2 separate regions of the Mus musculus genome follow, and region 2 is linked to region 1. A link is a contact called in public Hi-C data. All regions are on one chromosome and are shown on one strand. Each heading gives the region's core, a stretch centred on a gene start, on an enhancer-like site or on the middle of the called end of the contact. The rest is flanking DNA. Distances are from core to core; before and after follow the strand shown.

Region 1 (6,463 bases), core at 2,291-4,790:
CTGAGGTCTTTTGTGCTTCCATATGAATGTTTAGATTATTTTGAGAGAAATGGCTTTGTGATTTTGATGGGGATTGAGTTGGATTGGAGATTTTGTTTGATAATGTAGCTATTTTACAGTCTTTATTCCATCTTCTAGTGTGTTCAATGTTGCAAGTTTCCACTCTGTGATCTTTCTCATATTTATGTTTACTTCATGGTTTTTAGATTTTTATTTTGAGGCAACTGTCCATGGATTTATTTCTCCACTCTTTCCCCAAACCTGTAGAAACTCAAACGTTAAAAAAAAAAAAAAGTCATTTCTAGCCCAGGGGGCGCCAAACACCAGCTCACCCTGCCTGCCTTGGCTATTGCAACTGATAAGCTCTGCTGTTCTTTCCCTTTCAGGACAGAAACTCCAAAACTTCCCTGAGTACTCTGGAATATGAGAATTTTTGAATATAACTTTTTAATATGCTATAACAATGTCATTTGTGACTTCATTAACCACGGTGCTATTGGAGTGCTGAGAACAATGTGCTAAGACTTAAGACACTTTGGAATAGAATCTGGTGCAATAAATGATCACAAAGGGGAGATAGACTTGATATGACATTATCAAATCAATATGTTTCAAAATATTAGAGACAATAAGTAGGAGACAAGACCTAGCATGAGTATACCATCTGGCTTACTGAATAGACTAGTGCATCAGCATTCATTTCTAGGTTACAATATGCAAATAACATATTGATAAATACCACACAGTTTCCCCACCCTCTTAGTGACACTGACCCATAAGATGATTGGTCTACATCAGGCTTCATTTCAATTAGGGAATAAATGGGTGGAAGGGTGGCTGCTGAGCACACTGGGTGGGGGAAGCATTCTCTATTCGCCACTTTATTCATCAATTACTGCTGCTTCCATCTAGGTTTTGAGAAGTTAGTCTGAAGGAGGATTTCCTGCAGAGCTTGTTAAGACACACTTACAAGATGCACTGTAGCACTGTAGCACTGCACATAGGAGGGGCTCAGAGAATGCCAACTGCTATTCTGGTGCTGATAGCTTGCTTTGTATCAACACCAGTGCCTTGCCTGAGTTTCCCATAAAAGACAAAAAATTAATCAAGTGAAAAAAATCACCCAATAAACTTTTCAGATTGCAGGCAGTTGGTTGTGTGTAAAGAACCCATCTTGGTATTTTGGGATTTGGACATAGAACCTTAGGCTGTCTTTAAACAGCTGCATCCTGCCCACTTAGTAATTCTTTAGAAAAAAAAATACCAAGAATTACTGGATGCCATAAAACTGATTGTGTATTGAACTAATTTGAACATTGGCTCACTTGTTCACATCTGCAGAGCTAGTGTTCTGTTAGGTGACCAAACTGTTTATCACACAAACCCCAGCCACACCCTGTCACTAGCCCATGATTTTATATGTGAGATGGATCTGACACTGAATCTGAGACATGCTCTCAGAACAGGACCTCTGCCCTAGATTCCTTGAATGGTGCAGAGAGAGTCAGATGTTAGACTCCCATCTCCGTTTCATTATCTGTCTAATGAAGGGGACCAAGTACATCTTTGTGCTGTCTGTGTTTAATAAATATGGAGAACATTTACTACATCATGGGAATGGAGTCCACAAAGTCTTAATGAAAATAAAGTGCATAACAGGAAAAGAAGGTGCAATATATTTTGGGCTCTCGTGTGGTCATGAGGATAGATCCTTCCCGAGAGAGCATAACAGAGGACCATTTTAGTTGCAGATGTGGAATGAATGTAGCTTCTAGCTACATATTTTCTCTGGCTTTGACCATGTGAAACACAGATGTTTAACAAATCATCTTTCTATTAAGGCTGTGATAACCCAGCATAGTTTGAAAATGGTCCCATGTTTTCAATTAGATTGTTTCCAGTGTAGAATGTTGTGGACAGAACTGGCTTTAGAAGGTGGTTTCTAACTTATTTTCCCAGAGTACCCAATCCAGTAGCCTCTTGAAACCAGGAGGCAGTAGAACGCTCACTGCGTGTGAGAGTCTCCTCACACAGGACAAATGAGGAGATGTGGTATGGATGATTCCAGGAAAGCAGAGCATCCAGGGGCAAGTTCAAAGGAACCTGCCAAAGCTGTGTCCTCCAGGTCCAGTTACAAAGCGCCTGCGTTAGCTCAGCTACCTCTATGGTCCACAGGAGTATGGGGGACTGCAGAGAAAATGAGTTTTCCAGGAATTAGCTGGCAGTGTCTCTATCTCTGAGGAAACTGCTGCTCTTACATGAAGCACAGTCACAGAATGAGCTCAGTTACAGGTTGTTTGATTGCAACTGACTTGAGGCCCTCACCACCGCTTCCTGAGCACCTCCCCGCTGGGTCCTTAGTGCATGGTCTGAAGTTACTCCCTCTATATGAGCGCTGCCTCCATTACTCTCAACAGACAAGCATAGATTCGGCTGAAGCCATTAGAAGAGACCACAGGAATGGAATCTTGTATACATCACTATTCCAGTAATATAATAATCCAAAATCTGTATTTGAAATTACTCAGTTTCTGATACCTATATCTAGGCCACAAAAATATTCTAATCAAAAAAGGATACAGGTTGTACATCCCTTATTAAAATGCTTGGAACAGAACTTTTTCAGATTTCAGAGAATTGAAATTTTTTTAATATTTGCAAAATTTTCCCAAGAAAAATGTTAATATGAACATCTGAAATGTTCCAGAAATCCTAAACCATTTGGGAATCATGACAGTCTTCACAGGAATTCAGAATTCTGAACATTTGAGATTTTATACTATCATACCAGATAATGCCTAATGCGTACAGTTATTTCCGTATTGCGTTTGCAGGCTGATCCCCAGTCCGAGCAGAAGGACAACGACCCACCTGCTGGTGCAGTCTCATTTGCTTGGATTTTCCACAACTGCCTGCAAGAACCTAAGATGTGCTCACCCAAGGATATACACATGCCCACACTTGCCTCTGACTCAAAGGAAAGTAAATATCTCACGCCATTATAGACCTTTAAAAAAAAAAAAAAAAAAAAAAAAGAATCCCCAATGTGGCTTGGGCTTCACTCTGAGCTTTTCTGTCAAAGCATCTGCGTCCAGGTTAAAGATGATTTGGGTTTTACCCCAAAGCTGAGCCTTTCCCAAGCACTGGGAAAAATTCCCACAGGAGCCTTGAGGAAGCAGGAAACAAGTTGAGTGTCTCGAAGGCATTTCTAGGGTCTTTCCATTAACATCTCCGAAGCCTTACTGCTGGTTTCTCACACTCGCATACCCTCAGGAGTAAACTGATGTTCAAAATAGAACCAAACGTTTGCTCAGCATCCTCTAGTCATTGGCCAGAGCAAGTTATTTTGATTCCACATCGAGTGGGGCTGTACCCCTGCTTTGCTGCATTATGTGCCTTACATACTGAGCCCAGTCGCTCATGTGATCTCTTCATCAGTGGAAGGTCATGACCCCACAATGTTGAGGCTAGTGGCTGTGACATCATCTTCTCCAGATCACTCATTTTCTAGAGGGCTCTGCAGTCCGAAGAGCTCCCATGGACTGGGAAAGTTCACAGAGCAAATGAGTCATAGAGCAGACTGCAGCCGAGGGACACAGAGCTCAGGTCTCTGAGTCTTTAGACGTCTCTACTCCCGCAATCTTCTTCACCTTTATTCTGCAGGGGAAGAAAAATGCAATGGAATTAGCATTGCCAAAAGTCTATTCCTCTAGGGGAGCTTTTGTTTCTACAAAGTGATAAGCATATCAGTTTGCAACAGGCATCTGACATTTAGAGGTCTTAAATATCCAGTGAGCTTATTAAAGAGAACACTCAGTTTTGGTGGAGTTTTTTTCCCTAATAAAAGTTTATCTTACAAACAGGAAATTAAAAATTTCTGACTAATTCAGCCACCCAAGCCCTGACAGACTCATAAGATGATGTGAGGGTGTGAGGGCTTCAGGGGTAGAGTACAGAGATTTTCCCAGATTGGAAGATGCAGCTGGTGATGTTAGTTAGACACATGTTAAAAACCATACCGCGTCCCACACGTGAATAGTGTGGATCTCTTCCCCTCTTCGTGTGCAAAGTTAGACATTCCTTGGGACTTACTTAAAAACAAACAAGCAAATAGGGCTGAAGATGAGCTGGCAGAACTTAAACTCCTGCTTTATAAGTATCCGACAAGCTATTTAAAAGGAAACAATGATATGCATGCCAAGCATCGTCTTACCCATGAGCCTGTGCGGTAATACCTTCCCAAGCTCATGCCAGTGAAGTTCACATGGAGACAGTGTAGACAGCCAACAAGTGACCATCCCTCTCTTTATTCAAGAAGCCCTGATGCACACGTGTGCCTAGCCTCTTTTTCTGCACTCTGTTCCCGCACACCCTCCTGCGCATTGCAAACCAGACATGGACAATTCCACGTCACTAGAAATCTTTTTAACCTTTGTTCTTTTTTTCTAGAGATCCTGCCAAGGACAGAGATGTGAACACCGGAGAAGACTGAATAATTGAGCAAATGGCGGGGCTCTAAGACAGCTATGGTGACTTCAGATCCACTCGCCTAGATCTGGATCTGCAGAACCACTCCTTCACTAAGTCCACTTCCTTCTAGAACCCTGGTCTTCTGCTTCTCTCAGGGAAGGTCTCAGGTATTGGCTGGATTTAGTACCACAGAGAATTCTCCTGCCTCGGCACCACCACTCAGTGGGCAGCAGTTTGGCAAACAGAGATACGCTCTTAAGGAAAGTACATTTAAATCACGTGGCCTCTTCTATCCCATCTCCTCACCATTCAGAGGAATGTGGATCACAAGTTTTTATCCTGTCTCATCCTCTGGTCTATGACTTGGCCTCTCTGAACTCTGACACGACCATCTTGTGTCTATAGTCAAAAGGTTCGGATGTCTGAGTCGGAGCATGGTAGGGGATTCTGTTTTCTTCTTAGTCAGAGAGAAGGCACATCTCACCATCTGGGAAGAACCTGGATGATCTTTTTGGTACCCACTAAACAGATTCTCTCTGACAAAGGGCCGAACAACCTGTCTTTGAAAACAGTCACAGATTCCTTACTTAACCCAATAAACACTCCATTACATGTCCCTACTGCTAAGCAAGGGTGTGTGTGTGTGTGTGTGTGTGTGTGTGTGCGCGCATTTAAATATCTCTTTTGTATTGAGCAAACCCTCTTCTCAAGAAGATGTGCTCACTGACCTTAGTTTCTGTCTTAGTTTTCAAATATGTTGGTGACGTTGGAGTGTGACATGAGTTTCAGCAGGGATCAGCATTCTCACCTGGTCAATGGAGAAGGTGGGAGCAGCAATTCCTTCACTCCTAAGTTTTCTTGTGTTCTGATTGCTTTATGTTTTAACTTTTAAAATTGGTTCTTTGGGAATCTTACAATGTATTTTGATAATATCCACCCCCTCCTCCAGCTCCTTCTAGATAGATGCACTTCCCATCCTTACGCAGACAACTGTGTGGCCCATTTTATTTTCATGCCATCAAGTACAATTTGTGCTGCACACCTATTCTTGGATATGTGACTGCTCACTGGAACTTTGACTTACAGGGCCACACTCCCATGACATTTATTGCAGCAGTACCATGCCCTGCCAGGATGCTCATCACTGTAGCTCTCGGAATTCACAGCTAGTTAAGACTGATGATTGCGTTTCTCCTCTAGGAGTGTGCACAGCATCTTTCACCACTACCAAAACCAGACGGGAGAGCAAAAGCTTCTATGCCAGCTTGATAGCTCAAGCTCCTGGGATCATGTATACTGTTTCTTCAGCAGTAATGTCTTATTTACCATCAAGTTCCAGTAGCCTACAAGGTTTGAGAGCCTGTAGGATCCCACTGGCCAATGACTTTAAAAGAGGTAACTTATTTCTGACACTGGTCTTTTTTTATTAATTATCATGTGGTGTTTATCATGTGGGGACATCATTATCCTGTTGGATGGTGACTCCTATATATGCTTCCTATGACATTTTCCAAAAGGCCTTTATTGTTATCTAACCCTCTTCTGTTTTGTCTTTCCATCTCCCACCCTGATTTAACTTATATTTTTCCATTATTTCCTTTTAACCTTTTATAGCCGAGCATTGTATCTTGCCTCCCCTGCTATTTCTTGACCTCTATGTATATTTCAAAAGAATCACACACATCTGAAGATTCAAAGATGACATCCACAAGGAGAAAATATTGAGCATTTGTCCTTCTGGGTCTGGGTTTCTTCACTCAGAATAATTGTTTTTCATTTTTATTCAGTTACCTGTGAGTTTCTTCTTTCTTTTTGTCTTTGTTTTTGAGACAGTTCTTTAGTGTGAATTAATTAGTACCATTCTTAGTTTAATTATTGTATTGACTACTACAATTCAGGTTTGTTTGTTTGTTTGTTTTTGTTTTTTAAATGGCTATGGTCTTTTAATCCTCACCCTGGCTGGTCTGGAACTCACTGTATAGTGAAGGACATT
Region 2 (6,463 bases), core at 2,466-4,965, 440 kb after region 1:
TTCCTATATGACAGGTTGTGGACCCCAAAATGATGCTTGGCTTTCAGTCTTTGGCCACTTTGGGATTCTGGGTTTTGACTCTGACTGGTCCCAGATCTGAAGTTTTAGTTTCAACTCTGGGTTCGGACTCCAAATAGTCCCAGATGGGTGCCGAGAGTGTAGTAGTGATGGGCTAGTGTGGGGGGTGGCGGTCGTGACTCTGGAGATCTCTTAAGTAGGGTTCTGGGTTCAGTGCCAGGGAGAATGGCAGAATAAGAACTAGGGTTTTCTTTGTCTGGCCTTGATGGTTATAAATTCCAAGGGAATGATGATGATCTAAGAGGTGGGTAGTGGAGGAAGGGCTAGGGTGTCTTAGAGAGGAGGCATAGGGATAGGAATAAGAGCACAGGTAGCCTGCCTTTCTGTGAGTACGAACTGATAGCATCATTGTAAAGCATCTAGTGATGGGGCAGCCCCTTAATAAGTCCTAGCTCTGGATCTCTCGCCTTTGCTGAATGCACCACAGTAAAATGCATATGTGCACATAGTGTAGATGGAGTTAATATAAAGTAACAGTGAGATATATGTACATTATGGAGATGTATGGATTGAATACACTCATATTCAGTTGGTGTAAGTACCACAGAGGCATGCCAAGGCTACAGTCGATTTGCTGAGACTCTTAGACTTCCAAACTAGTAAAAAACAAGGCATCCCAGGGGGCAGCTAGTGTCTGTGTGGAGGTATCAAGTGGGTCATTCCAGTAATAGTGTAGGGACATAATGAACCTTTTGAGGTAAAGCTCTAAAGCTGACACGAGACCTTCCAAACCAAATCTAAAGGGCAGGTGCTAGCAGGGTATAGCTCAATGTGTGACCAAGGATTCCTATGAGCCAGCAGGATTTTCAAACTGGGGAACCAGCATGAGGTCAAAATAACCCAGGGTCCATTCCAGAAGGTCAACTGCATGTCCTCGTTTGCCCTACACAGGACCAGTTTAGGTACGTGCTAGCACAATCATGTTCAAAACTGCGGCCTTTTTGGTTTGGAAGAGATTGTGCCTGCCCAGAGGCAAATGCAGGTTTGTCTGGCCCCCTGTCTCAGGTACCTTAGGACATCGTTGGTCCTCATGGTGATAGTTATGGCAAGTCTGTGTGGACAAAGCAAGGGCTACAGGTCTACAAGGTGTATGGCCCCTGTTGAATGAAAATTGCTGGGAATTTTTATCTTGATATTCAAAGGGTAGACAAAGAGACGTATTTGTTTTTTTCTATGGATCTTACTTGGCACCCATCGTGGGTACCCTGGCTGAGACCTTGCCCCCAGAACCACTCAAGGTCTTCGACTTTTCTGTTTATTTGTCTTTTTAAGGTTGGAATGCCCCCAGAAGAATGGCCTGACTTTTCTCATTCTTGTGAGTTTTTTTTCCCTCTGTGTTTCTTCTTCCATGTGGCCCAGCCACGTTGGCACAGTGACACAGTAGGGTTACCCTGTGGGACCTGCTCTGGACAAAGCCCAAGCAGCTAGAAACTGTGCGCAATCATGGCTTTCCCATGGCTCAGGTAAGTGCCCATATCCTGAATACCCTTTTCCTTCTTTTGTTGTTGGGGAAAAAAAAAGCCCTTAACAAAATAATAGCAAATAAAGTTCAGCAACATATGGTAAAAGAAAATATACCAAGTGAGTTATCCCAGGGAAACAGGGCTAGCCCGGCACTGAAAAATCAATCCATTTAATCCACCGTACTAAATGCAAGGGGAAAAGCCACATCCATTGAGTTAATGGATACAAAAGAAGCATTTTAAAAAAAATCAATTTTGTCTGTGAAGTAGTGTAATAATGGTACCTGTGTATAGTGTTCTTGTATGACTGTAAATAGTTAACAGTGTGGTAACAGTACCCGTGTGTAGGCTTCTGATATGACTGTAAATAATTAACAAAATACTGCAGAACACTGCTGTACTGGTCAACTCTTATTGGTATAATGAAATACCCAAAGCAGGCTAACTTTATAAAGAAAAGATGTTTATTGGGCTTGTAGGCTCAAGTGCACAGTGTTGGCCTTCTGATTCCCCAATCAGTGCACAGATGGCGTCACATAACCAGACACAGAGAACATATGTGCCTCTTTCCCTCCTCTTAGAAAGCCATCAGGGTACAAAAACTGTGGGCTCTCTCCTAACGAACTCGTCTAATCTAATCATTTCCCAGCGGCCCTACCACTAATCTCATAGCTGGATTATATTTCTAACCTCAAGGCCATTAACATAAGACTTTGGAGATTACATTCCTGCACAAGCCAGAAGGAACATACCCTATCCAAACCGCAGCGAGTGCACTGCCACGTGAGAGGCCAAGTATCAGTGCTATTGTGGGCTGGAACTCCGATTATTTCATGACAGACGACCTAGGGACTGAAGTCTTCTCCCTGGGTCTGCTCCTAGGAAAGCCAGCCTGGCATGGTGACAGTGTGCATACGATCTCCATGCAGAGGACGTAGAGATGGGAGGAGCCCTGAAACTGGCTGGCTCCAAGCCTAAGCCTCATGGGTGAGCCCCAGGTCAGAGTGAGAGACCTTGTCTCAAAATACAAGACTGACAGACCCTGAGGAGGAAAGACATCCAAGGTGGTCCTATGGCGTCCACGTATGGGCATGCACATGCATTGCATCACATGTGCACCTATCTATACATGTGAATGCAGACACCTGCACACACACACACACACACACACACACACACACTTCCTTACTCATACACGCTAGTGGCACCAATAAAATGAAGTGGTCACAGTGAAGGTGCTGGGAGATGTAATTGAACTCTCATATGCAAATTTACCTTCTATGGAGATTTTGCACTTCGACACTGTAGATAATCATAGGAGGCCATCGCTGTGTCAATCAACAACTTCTCTTGAGGTCGAGCTGGGGTGTGCTCACCTTCCTTCCCTCTGTGGTTGTGGCCTCGATCATAATCTAAAGTGACATTTCCAGGCTTCTGCTCCACTGATTCCCACCAACTGTGGTTGCCTGCTTCTCTCAACCGCCTTCAACTTCTTCCTCTAAGGCTTCGCCTCTCCTTCCTACCCGCCTATCACATAGCCTTTTCCACATTAAAATTCCGCCCAACTCCGGGCAATTAGGGTAACTCGGCAGAGCCTTTGGAATCCTCTGTTTAAAAAGGCCACACTTCATGTTCCTTCCACATCCATTTAAGTGGAACCTACAGAGGCCAGCACAGGGCCAATCACTGAAGAAAACTACCTTTTGTTATTTTATGTAAGGAAGAAATTTAAAAATTCAGCTTGCAAAAAGAGCGACCCAAACCCCTACTTTCTTCCCTTAAACCTCTCTCCATGTTTATTGCCCACCATAAATTTCTTTAAAAAGGCAACCGATGCAGTAAAACCGTCACAACAAAGCTGAAACAAGTACGCAAGCCCAGGCAGAGGCCAGATTTATGGTCAGAAATATGGAGTGTGTCTCAGCGGGGGCAGGTCATGAAATAGTATGAGCTAATATTGGGGGTGTGAAAACAGGCATTGTTGTTTGGTTAACGAAAGTCACACAATTAAGCAATTCTCAAAAATCAATTAGCCATATGCTGTAAGTAGGATGACATGTTTTTATAACTTCTCCCTGGATGTTTTATTGCCAGAGGATGCTCATGTGGGCATTGGAACAAGAAAATAAAACACCAGCCGGAGAGTCAAAGTGCAGAACTCCAGCCATGATTAATTAAGAGTCCGATCTGGAAAGCCCGGGGTCGCTGAGCAGGCAGCAGGCCTTGGAAGACTGCTCTCCCGGTGCCCACATTCTGTTGCAAAAGTCTCCCCCGCTCCCGCCCTCGCCCCCATTTCTCTTTGTTTTCTCTGTTCTTTTTAATTTAGCACAGATACAGCTGTGAAAACTGCATATTCCATTTGAACTCCATATTGATGCTTCTAGCCGGAAGGTTCCAAGGAGACGTCATTTTAAAAGCTTTTCATGGAAAGTGAGAGGCACATTTCTCAGGGTGAATTCCTGGTGGTGGACTAGTGTTAAGGAATGCTTTTGTCTTTCTGCAATTCAGAGAAGCAGCAGACCTGTCCTCTCTAGTTTTTGAGCTGGCAAAGAAATAGTCATGGGGAGGGTTGTCAAATGGTACTAGAGAACGCGAAGCAGGCGCCATGTTTTGAACAGCTGCAAATTCTCCTGCTTCCTGTATTCACCAGCGAAAGGTAGGATTTCTTTTCCTACACTGTGGATCTTGGCTGGCCTAACACTTAAATCAACAATGCGGGGTACACTTGGCAGGTGCCTAACTCTGTACCAGACCCTCTGCTCTCCACTGAAGGTTCCACTTTCATTTCTGGAGTCCTGCAACCACTGTGTAGACAAGGCTAGGTCACCTGCTGGGTTACAGGAAGCCTGTGGCCCACTCTTCCCTGTTTATGCCTCTGCCAAAATGAAAACAATCTCCAGACAAGTTAAAAGGGCCACCCAGACTGGAGGAACCCCCCTCTCAGCTCATCACAGACACAAGCCAGTCCAGCCTCCATCCACGCAGCCTGAACATCCATTGAACAACAGGCTTGTCCAGCTGCCCACAGACAGCGAGCAAACACCCACAGTGTTTTATCAGCTAGGAAGCTACCAGGTAAAGGAGACGGTAGAACAAGCAGCCCAGAAGATTACAGCAAGCTTCAAATGATCTTGCCCAGCCAGACCTGAACTGCATTGCACACCGCGTGTGAAAGCATAGTGGTCTACCTCATTTTCACATTTAAAAATATCGGGGTGACTCTGCGCTGAGTAGGCCTGCAGAAGGTTGTTGGCCCTTGCCCTTGCTCTGTTGCCAGCTGTGTGACTTGACATCTCTGAGCCTCAGGTTCTCCTTCCAAAATTCAGCTTAATAACTGAATGCTGGGTTTCTCAAGGTAGGCTTCCTGGACCCATGACGGCAGCCTCTCTTGTCAGCCTCTGACCTCCAACTTGTTCCTTCTGATCTGGAAACATGGAGTCTCTAAGATTCCTGTGCTCTGTCAAGCCTTTGGGTGATTACAACTTTCTGGTTCAAGTTTGAGAGCCTGCATTGCTGTGAGCATGCAAAGCACCCAGTACAGGCCAGCCCCTAGTGAATCCCGGGTCTTGATCTCTCCCCTTCGCTGGATGTGCTTCAGTAAAGTGCATACGTGCACATAGGTGTTTGGGTAGTTAATATAAAATGATAGTGAAATATATGTACATGACAGAGATGTATGGCTTCAAAGCAGGCATACTGCCACCTAGCTGGTTGGCGATGAGCCCATTTCTGAATTACACGGAATGAATGACAGATAAAAGTCGCTTTCTGGCTTCTGAAAACAAACAGACCATCTGACTCATCACCAAACCAGCAGGGTCTTCCCTTGAGAGGAGCTGCAGAGTGGCTTGCTGACCTGGCTCAGGCCTGAGCTGGAGAGCTTCTGTCGGGGACTCTCTGATGCCACTTGGCCCGAGGGGCTGCACCCATGGAGTCTGTAAGTCAGCTGTGCCCCCTTTGATATCCACCCAGTTTGACTGCCTAGGGTTTGAGGAACTGGGATATGGAGGGAAAGGCAAGTCAGAGCTCTCTGCATCTGTGCAGGGGAAAAGTACCTGAGCTCTATAAACTGTTGGCCCCAGTTACCCTGCTCACTTCTGTAAGTCAATGACTGCTCGTGATAGCACTGTGTTGGTGGCTGGTTCTGCAAGTGTGACTGATGTGAATCACGTGCCAAACATGCTGCCTGGCACTGGGCACATACTGCACTCAGAACTACCATGCAATATGCTCTGAGTTCTTTGGTACAGACTTTAAATAAGCAGGAGCATGGTGAGCTGAGCCAGCTCTGAGGAATATATATCACGATAGCCTCTCAAGCCACAGAGGCACATGGGTAGGGGAGGGCTGGAGGAGGAGGAGAGGTGGATGAGGTTTAGCCAGCCCTGCAATGGGTCTCACCTCTATCCGTGCATTTCTATTATTGAGAGGATACCTGAAAGAAGACAGGTGCCTGTCAGTCATCGGAAGCAGCTATAGTTCCCTAGGAAGAGGCGCAAACATTCAGACATTAAGCAGTGTTCCTCTGAAGTCTTTGCTTCGGTTCCTGCCTCCAGGTTCATGCCTTTGTTTCCTTTGATGATGGACTGTAACCTGGAAGCCATGCAAACACTTTCCTCCCACAAGCTGCTTTGGATCCGTGTGTTATCACAACAGAAAGCAAACTGGGGAAGAAATTAGATCCAGGAGTAAGGTATTAGTGCTCTGATAGACCTGGCCATGCTGGTTTTCTGGGTGTGGATTGTGACAGTTTTGGGAACATCAAACTGGACAAGCTTCTGAGTGCTCAGAGATTAATGATCTGTTCTGTGGGAGCTTGGAAGTTAAGAATGTGGAGAGAAGCGCAGATGATAGAGGCCTGCCTTACACAGTTTCAGAGGGATGTTTGAGAGTCCCTCGATGACTCTATGGGGGCCATTTAT

Evidence for each region. A called contact is a pair of places that touch in the nucleus more often than the background predicts.
Region 2: a contact with region 1 is called in a Hi-C map of uterus, with 6 times the contacts expected there. The contact joins two enhancer-like sites. A contact is called at or near these places in 5 of 484 Hi-C or Micro-C datasets (cerebellar granule neurons, nephron progenitors and uterus).

Annotation. Positions count from the first base shown.
Region 1 is chr6:116,966,316-116,972,778 of GRCm38.p6, forward strand. No RefSeq gene overlaps it. Among named protein-coding and RNA genes, the nearest start is that of Gm36873, 180 kb to the left of the region's middle. Within about 2 kb of position 3,541, at least 8 of the 459 cell types and tissues checked have an H3K27ac peak or open chromatin away from gene starts, as enhancers often do. A contact at or near this core is called in uterus, where this site is marked.
Region 2 is chr6:117,403,891-117,410,353 of GRCm38.p6, forward strand. No RefSeq gene overlaps it. Among named protein-coding and RNA genes, the nearest start is that of 6820426E19Rik, 88 kb to the right of the region's middle. Within about 2 kb of position 3,716, at least 28 of the 459 cell types and tissues checked have an H3K27ac peak or open chromatin away from gene starts, as enhancers often do. A contact at or near this core is called in uterus, where this site is marked.